Linked DNA regions of Zea mays: region 2 is linked to region 1. The links are chromatin contacts, called in public Hi-C maps. All regions are on one chromosome and are shown on one strand. Each heading gives the region's core, a stretch centred on a gene start, on an enhancer-like site or on the middle of the called end of the contact. The rest is flanking DNA. Distances are from core to core; before and after follow the strand shown.

Evidence for each region. Hi-C and Micro-C count contacts between places; a contact is called where the count stands out from the background.
Region 2: a Hi-C map of ear shows a contact between it and region 1, with 2.1 times the contacts expected there. The contact joins the enhancer-like site here to the promoter of LOC100285807 in region 1. A contact is called at or near these places in 2 of 25 Hi-C or Micro-C datasets (ear and tassel).

What each region holds. Positions count from the first base shown.
Region 1 is chr2:120,076,811-120,081,005 of Zm-B73-REFERENCE-NAM-5.0, forward strand. It overlaps LOC100285807 (beta-expansin 1a), which reads left to right and starts at 2,818. Exons shown (of 6, transcript NM_001413991.1): 1 at 2,818-3,224; 2 at 4,000-4,084.
Region 2 is chr2:120,616,307-120,620,333 of Zm-B73-REFERENCE-NAM-5.0, forward strand. No RefSeq gene overlaps it. Among protein-coding and RNA genes, the nearest start is that of LOC103646909, 63 kb to the right of the region's middle. Within about 2 kb of position 2,540, at least 17 of the 20 cell types and tissues checked have an H3K27ac peak or open chromatin away from gene starts, as enhancers often do. A contact at or near this core is called in ear and tassel, where this site is marked.

The DNA.
Region 1 (4,195 bases), core at 1,568-4,067:
CAGGCAGGCTTCACGGAGAAGCAACCTTGGCCAGATCGCCACGCCAACCGACCGTATCGCAGGAGCATTTAATGCAAGGATCGACTGACACCTTATCCTGACGCGCGCTCCAGTCGACAGAGCCGAAGTGACCGCAGTCACTTCGCCGCTCCACTAACCGACCTGACAGGAAAACAACATCGCCTGCCCCGCTCCGACTGCTGTGCCACTCGACAGAGTGAGGCTGACAACAGCTAAGTCCAACCTCGGGCGCCATGGGAAGCTCCGCCTCGCCCGACCCAGGGCTCGGACTCAGCCTCGATCTCGGAAGACGGACTCCGCCTCGCCCGACCCCAGGGCTCGGACTCAGCCTCGACCCCGGAAGACGGACTCCGCCTCGCCCAACCCCAGGGCTCGGACTCAGCCTCGGCCTCAGAAGACGAACTCCGCCTCGCCCGACCCCAGGGCTCAGACTCAGCCTCGGCCTCGGAAGACGAACTCTGCCTCGCCCGACCCTAGGGCTCGGACTCAGCCTCGACCTTGGAAGGCGAACTCCGCCTCGCCTGACCTCGGGCTCAGACCCGCCACGTCACAGGGAAGGCCATCATTACCCTACCCCTAGCTAGCTCAGGCTACGGGGAACAAGACCGGCGTCTCATCTGGCTCGCCCCGGTAAACAAGTAATGATGGCACCCCGCGTGCTCCATGACGACGACGGCTCTCATCCCCTTACGGAAGCAAGGAGACGTCAACAAGGATCCGACAACCCCGACAGCTGTACTTCCGCAAGGCTCAAGCACTCCTCCGACGACCACGACATCACATGAACAGGGCGCCAAAACCTCTCCGGCTGCCACGACGGCATGTACTTAGGGCTCTAGCTCCTCTCTGCTAGACACGTTAGCACACTGCTACACCCCCCATTGTACACCTGGGCCCTCTCCTTACACCTATAAAAGGAAGGTCCATGGCTCTCGTACAAGATGGTTGGCCGCGCGGGAGAACGGGCTGGCGGACAGTCTCTCTCTCTCCCACGCGGACGCTTGTAACCCCCCTACTGCAAGCGCACCCGACCTGGGCGCAGGGCAACACGGAGGCCGCGGGATTCCCCTTTGCCTGTCTCTTCCCCCCTTCGTGCTCCGTCTCGCGCCGACCCATCTGGGCTGGGACACGCGGCGACAATTTACTCGTCGGTCCAGGGACCCCCCGGGGTCGAAACGCCGACAGTTTGCTTAAGTGGTTTCACTTAAGTGTTTTTGATATACCCTATACCTTTGTTTAATTGGGATACTTGGGATACACACTTATTAGTAAGACAGGTGTTGCTAATAAAATATTGACCAACTAAAATGCTTACTGCTCAACCTTAGCCTTACCTTGTTAAACTTGCATTAGTTTTTCCCCCACTTGCTGAGCCCCGAACATAAGTGAGCTCACCCTTGCTAATATTTTGATCAGTGGGTGATGAAGAAGACATTGATGGAGATTTCGATGAATACTGAGTCTAACGATGTGCCGGTCATCTTCCTGTGGGAGATTACCCATGTTATTTCCGCTTTACTTTGATGATACATTTTAAGATACTATTATCTGGATGTTGTAATAAAGACTATTCTACTCTCTTTACGCCTTTATTGCATTGTCTTTTGATATATTACACTTATGACGTCAAAATATGTGTGGAAAATAGATCTTAGCAGATATATGTTATGCATTCGATTTTGCCCTCAGAACCGGGTGTGACACACGTCAGCGAGAGCAAGTGTGCAGTGTCGTGAGATTGAAAGGTGGGCCCCGAAGCTAATTGACCGGACCCAGGTGGACGCGCGCGGGGAGCAAAAATGCTGAGGCCGGTCCGTGCTGGCGTGATTATTGGGCCCAAATTGGTTCTGCGGCCCATTCGAGTTGAGAATCCTTTTTTTATTGTTTTTCTTATTTCTTTCCTCCCTTTTCTAGTTCCAAATCTTAGATTGCACATTTGAATTCAAATTGGTTGTGATATTCCTACTTGGGTCAAATACACTAATTCCACTACTAGTATAAATAGTTAATATATATATATGCATTTCCTTTATTTTGTATAGTATTTCTCTTTCTCATTCTCTAAATTCTAAGGTGCAAATTGGGTTAGAACTCTTTCTCTTCTCTAATGTATTTTTATTACCATTTCCCTTAAATGCACAATCACACAAACTCCAGCATGATGAAATATGATTATGCATATGCTCTACTAAAGGAGGCAAACCATATAAGTAAATCAACTCTATTTTCATTATTTACACTTTTGGGTATTACAGATACCATGTCGTTTCGGCCTCTATATGCGCTGCTCGTCTTCATCCACTTATGTTTTTAATAAATTTAGTTTATTTACTTACAAACCGTTAACATTTTTTATAAATCTAGACAATTTTTTTAAAAAAATGGTTGGTGACATTTTTTGGACGAAAGGACCACACAAAAGTCTGGTTTATCTACGTGTAGTTGCTCTGATTTGTGACACTAATTGGTAGCCGCTATAAATTTGTGCTATAATCTGGTTAATGTTCGCAAATATTTTATTGCAAACTTAGAATTTTTGCGACCAGAGTTTTATAATGAAAGGCCCCAAGTTATTACGCACACTAGAAATTAGTAACAAAGACTTCTTTTCTCCAACAACATAGGCACAGCAACTTAATTCTATTCTAAACTTCAAACACCTGTTGCAATTCCAATTGACGTACGAACTCTCAATACAAACTTTGTTACCAATGTGTCATCAAGATTTTGAATTTCAGTAGACTGACTGAGCTCGTCAGATAGCTGAAAGCTTTTCTTTTTGTCCTGAAACTTACCATGATTATTTTGTTTCCACGAGCATTCTAGCTAGGGTTCAGACGAATTTCTAGGAGGAGGTCGCGCGACACCGTCCATCCACGGCGAAAGCAGGCTCGCCCCACAACAGCTTTGTTCCATTGCATCCTCCCCAACTCATGTTGTGCTGTGCCTGGTGGTCAGGAAAGAGGCTCCTCCCTTTCCCTCTCCACCTCGCCGTGCTTCTCCAGTCCACCTCCCCCCTCGTCGTTGCTTCTTCCCTCCCCTTCCCTCGTCGTCGCGCTATCCCGCCGGTGCGCGGGCGTGGGGCCAAGCGCCGCCGAAAGGTAGCAGCAGAGGAGAAGACGGACACGGACGCAATAGCGTCCACCCCCGTAGGCACCCCCCGCCCAAAGACTGGTGGCAGGCCTCCTACAGGCAGATGCTAGGTGCGTTTTTCTCCTCCATTTGCCTCTGCCTGTCAGTGGTGATGGTTGTGCGTTTGGATTAGTCATGATTAGTGTGGTGGTAATGCTCAAGTTGGGGCACTGTCACTGGCCGGATTGAGTGTCATTTTTTGGTTTTATGTCACAATAGCTAACATTACAGTTTTAGGTGTGATTGACCACTAGGTCTTTATCTCTGCTCTGAGTACTAAGCTGGCAGGATCGAAAAGTTCAATTTTTCATTTGGTGGTCTGAAACTAAAGCTCCTTCACCTTCAGCCCTGTGTTTTCACTATGGGAATGGTCTTCCTTAGTCCATATGAATATTACCTGTGGCCTACGGATATGAACATGATAATTATTTTATAGCTTTGTGATTGATATTGCCATGCTATTCAGCCTCCTAGCAGCACCGGTACCAACCTTTCTATTTTCACAGTACATTGGCTTCGTTTCTTTTTGTTGCAAATAATTTCTTAGAAAAGTTTGACTCTCTAAAACCTAGGTTGTTGAGTAGATACATAACATCACATAAGTTGTACGGAAAGGGTAGTAGTGATGCTCTTTATGAGAATCTTTGAGGAAGAGAGATGACCCCCTAACACATCAAATCCAAACTTATTTTTGAACTATTATTTATAAGATAATCTCATTTGTCCCAGTTTTACCGAGCAAAACTTCAAACAAGTACTTAAAAGGGACTTTCCTGTTTATAGATGCCATTTTGATAACTGATGCTGTCTCAATATTACTGTGTCCTTCTGGTGCTTCACCATTAGTTTTATTTCCAACCATATGATTGACATTGAAAGGACACCAGCCGGCTTAGCCTTTCGGTGACTCTAAACACCACGACACATTCAGGTGAGCAGGTGACACTTCCACATTATAATACATTTGTAGACTGAACTGTTCTCCTACTACATACAACTGCATGTTTAAATAATCATATTACTTTTATGTGTACAGATCCAC
Region 2 (4,027 bases), core at 1,290-3,789, 540 kb after region 1:
TCAAAATTTTATTAGCAGTTACTAAGTGTAAGTAGATACAACCTCAAACAAGTAGTAGATCAAAATTGATAACAACACCCATGATGCAATGCATATGACAAATTGAATTTAATTCCATAAATTAATCATGCAAGAGTCTTGAGCTGCTCATGACCGCAAGCTCGGCTAGTATACCAGTTTTACACTTTGCAGAGGTGGTACCCTTTACCCACAAGTCATGTTATCCATCTGCCACGGGGTTGTACGGGCCCCAAACACCTCTACCAAGGAAGCGAGGCAGGGTAACACTACGAGGCCTTTACAAAGTTCCATTAGCTTCAAAAAACTCGCTACAGTTCCTAGGAAGAGTAATGCAGGAATCCCCCGTCTGACCGCCATGGCAACAAAATCAACCCGAGAACCTCCCTACACGCCCACGCCCCTACTGCCCTTGCCCCTTTCGGGTAAGGTAGTCCTCCACTAGCTTTCCTAATTAGTCAGCCAAGGGCGTCCCATTCCACCCTTGTGGTGGCATGTGTTTCTCAAGTTAAGCTCGATGTTCCAATTAACATAATGGTCTTATCATGAACAAAAATAGAACAATAATAATAAGGAATGACCATGTGCAATAGTTATCTCAACACCCAAAACCATATATAGCAATAGCAGAGACTACCCAAAAGTTTAGGGGTAAACAAGGTGTAAAGATAACCAAACTAGGGTGACCTATTGGGTCCCATCAAAATTAAACCTATGCATGCCAAAATGATTATAGAGAACATTATTGGGTAAATAAAAGTGATCAAGGGCACAACTTGCCTGGGACTCGAGATTCTAGGTACCAGAATGATCTTCAAATTCTCGTGACCTCACTGTTATTCGTAGCAAGACAAACAAACATGGTATAGGCAAAATTAACATCACACCAAGCATAAGCACAAGCTGCATAATAATATTCTACATGATGCTACGAGACCGTGGGTTTGAGAACTAATAAAATCAGATTTACGGTCAAGAAGCTATGGTTTTACCAGGTTCTAAGTGATTGCTAAATAAACTACATATTATGGTGATTAAAATCAATTATGTGAGAATAGATATAACTAACTAAACTTTTAATATAAGTTACAACATAATCATATTTCATCAGAAGATCCAAATTAGAATCCTATATTAACATGTTAATCCAATAACCCTAGGTTGGATAAATTAAATATTTATTTTTAAGAACATGTTACATGATAAAATAATGTTACTATGTTGTAGGTAATACTAACACGAGACCAATGCAACTTGAACGCGTCAATTTGGAGTTCAAACGGATGAGATATGAATTATCTAAATTTCTATACATTTTATATTTAATTTTCATACCTTAAATAGTTTCGAGGGGATAAACAATATTACTATGGATTTAATGCAACTGGAATGGATCATTTTGGAGTTAAAATGGATTAAATATAAATTAAACAGGTTTCAGGATTTATTTTTATACTAAAATCATTTTCTTTATTAATTTACCTATTTTATTTACCATCTGGGCTGCGGCCACAATTCTAGAGAAGTCCAGGGTCTAATGTGATAAAACCAAGACCCAAATACGCTGCTCTTTTAATACCCGGGGATGGCGGTTTTATTTGAAAGAAATCTAGGGTGTCTTTTCGGAAAACGGCGCAGTGGCAACCACAGCCCGTCCTAGGCCATTCGATCGTATGCCTACGGATAAGATTAGATCCTAGTCTTCCCAAACCGGTATACTTCCACCACCACAGGATTCCCCATCAACGGCCAAGGAAGCGCCACGCCGCAACATCCCTAGAGCCCTCGGATTCGATCACGACGACACTGGCTTAATTAGGCCAAAGGGATACGAGCATCGAATCGCCACTATCCATTGCCAGATCAACGCCACCCCTCGCCTTCCACCTTAGCTCCCGTCGCAGTGGCCCGCGCAATCCTCTTGGCGGCGCACCCTCTGGCGCCAGGGGACCCAGTCCCCCGATGACCCCGATTCTACGCTTACCCGAGCTACGCATAGCAAAGATGAAGCCAAACTACAAAGAGGGTTGTTTACCGTCGATGATGTAGCAGGCACTCCCATCCATGACGCAAATCGGATCCACGGCATCCCACGTCCCCGGCGAGAAATTCCCGTGCTCCCAGCCACCAATCTCACCATATGAGGTCACCGACGTGTTCGATGGACTCTGGAGGCTTTCCTCGATTGTCTGCCAAGCCCCGAGCGGTGCACCCAGCAGGATGCACACGTGGCGGACCATCTTTCCCTCTACTCCATTCTTCAACGCTCCAGATGGTGACCCGCCCCTCCAGCTTCCTCACGCCGCAGCCCATAGATGATGGTTGCAGGGCGCTGATTTGTTACGGCCAACACGGTGGGTTTGTTACGGCCAGCGGAGAGGATCTCGGCGGGGGAGCTCGATTCTTTTAGGCACGAGGAGATGAATAGTGGAAAAAGGGCCCACGCGGCAGAAGCACAAGGCGAGAGGGCAGCAGGTCCCGCATGTCGGTGATAGTGGGCACTCAGTGACTCACTGGCAGGACGGCCCCACCTATCGGCGTTGTATATCTGCTCGAGCTGGGATGGCATAGGCGGCATGATGTGGATGAAGTGGTCCGGATGAAGATTGGGCCCAGAGCGGCGTTCCCTTTGCTTTTCTTTCTTGTTTTTTTTCTTTTTTCTATTTTTGTTTTCAGATTTCTATTAAAGTTTAAACTATAATCCGACTCAAACAAAATTCAAACTTGTTTCTATTTTAAGTTTAAGTTTAGTGCACCAACACAGAAACTCCAACATGTATGTAATGCGAAGTCACCCTATTTTATTTTTTTGTTACTTCATCATTTCCATTATATGCTTCTAGGTATAATGACAAACACATAAAGCAATATTTAGTTTAGGAAAATATTTTCTAATGTATAACTATACCAAGATATGTTTATAGCTTAAATCTTTTAGAGAATACTTTTAATTCAATAGTGGGACAACTAATTTCATATGGGTACCTTTAAATTAACTCTTTATTGGGAAGGATGTTTATTTTAGGAGATATAACTTCAAGGCAGGCAGAAAAAAAGAGTACTTCGTTACAAAATATTTAGAGAGTTTCCCATATTCCAAAAATAGGATTTTTAAGGCATTACACTCCCTTAGTTTATAAGGATGAACAGTTGCGCGAGGGAGACGAGGGCTGCGGCGCTGGGCGCCGTGGCTGACCTAGGCTGGTGCGAGCATGAGAGACAAACTACTGTCTCCATTAGGGAAGCCAGAATAATCTGATTCTGCTCCCTCTAACTAATGGTCCATACAAGTATTTATAAAAGACTATGAAAACCCTAATCCTGAAGATAACTATGGGCCTAGGGCCCGGTACCCGTCGGCGCCCCTAGCCCTTGATGGGCCCACGCCTAACATAAGGGATGTTGGTCATAACATCTCTCCCCGCCTGCTGAAACAACTCGTCCTTGAGCTGAAACTCGGGGTATGTCGATCGGAAATCCTCCAAGAGCTCCAATGTTGCATCTTCATCCCCAAGTCTGTGCCACTTGATAAGGACCTGGCAGACATTGCATCATTTGCGTGCGTGGAGAGCTCGTTCGGGCGTCGGAAGTACGCGCCTGTCCTGGACCAGTGGCAATGCACCCGGCACCGCTGGGGGATCACCACGGTGGGGCTTCAGCAAGCCCACATGGAAGATGTCGTGAAGGCGTGAGTCGGACGGTAGCTGCAGATGAAATGCACACGGGGTCCCTGTCACTGACGATGGAAGTGGGGAACTCGTGCAACCGAACAATGCCAGCAAAGAAAGCCTAGGCGACCGACGATGCCGTGTATGGGTGGTCGAGCGAGATGAAATGCACATACATGGAGAAGCGATCGACCATCGTGAGGATAAAAGACTTGCCCCCGACTTTAGGCAGCCCTTCGATGAAGTCCATGGAGATGTCGGCCCACACCTGGGACGACACCTCGAGGGGTTGTAGCAGCCCAGCGAGCGGTAAAGTCATGGTCTTGTTGCGCTGGCACGTG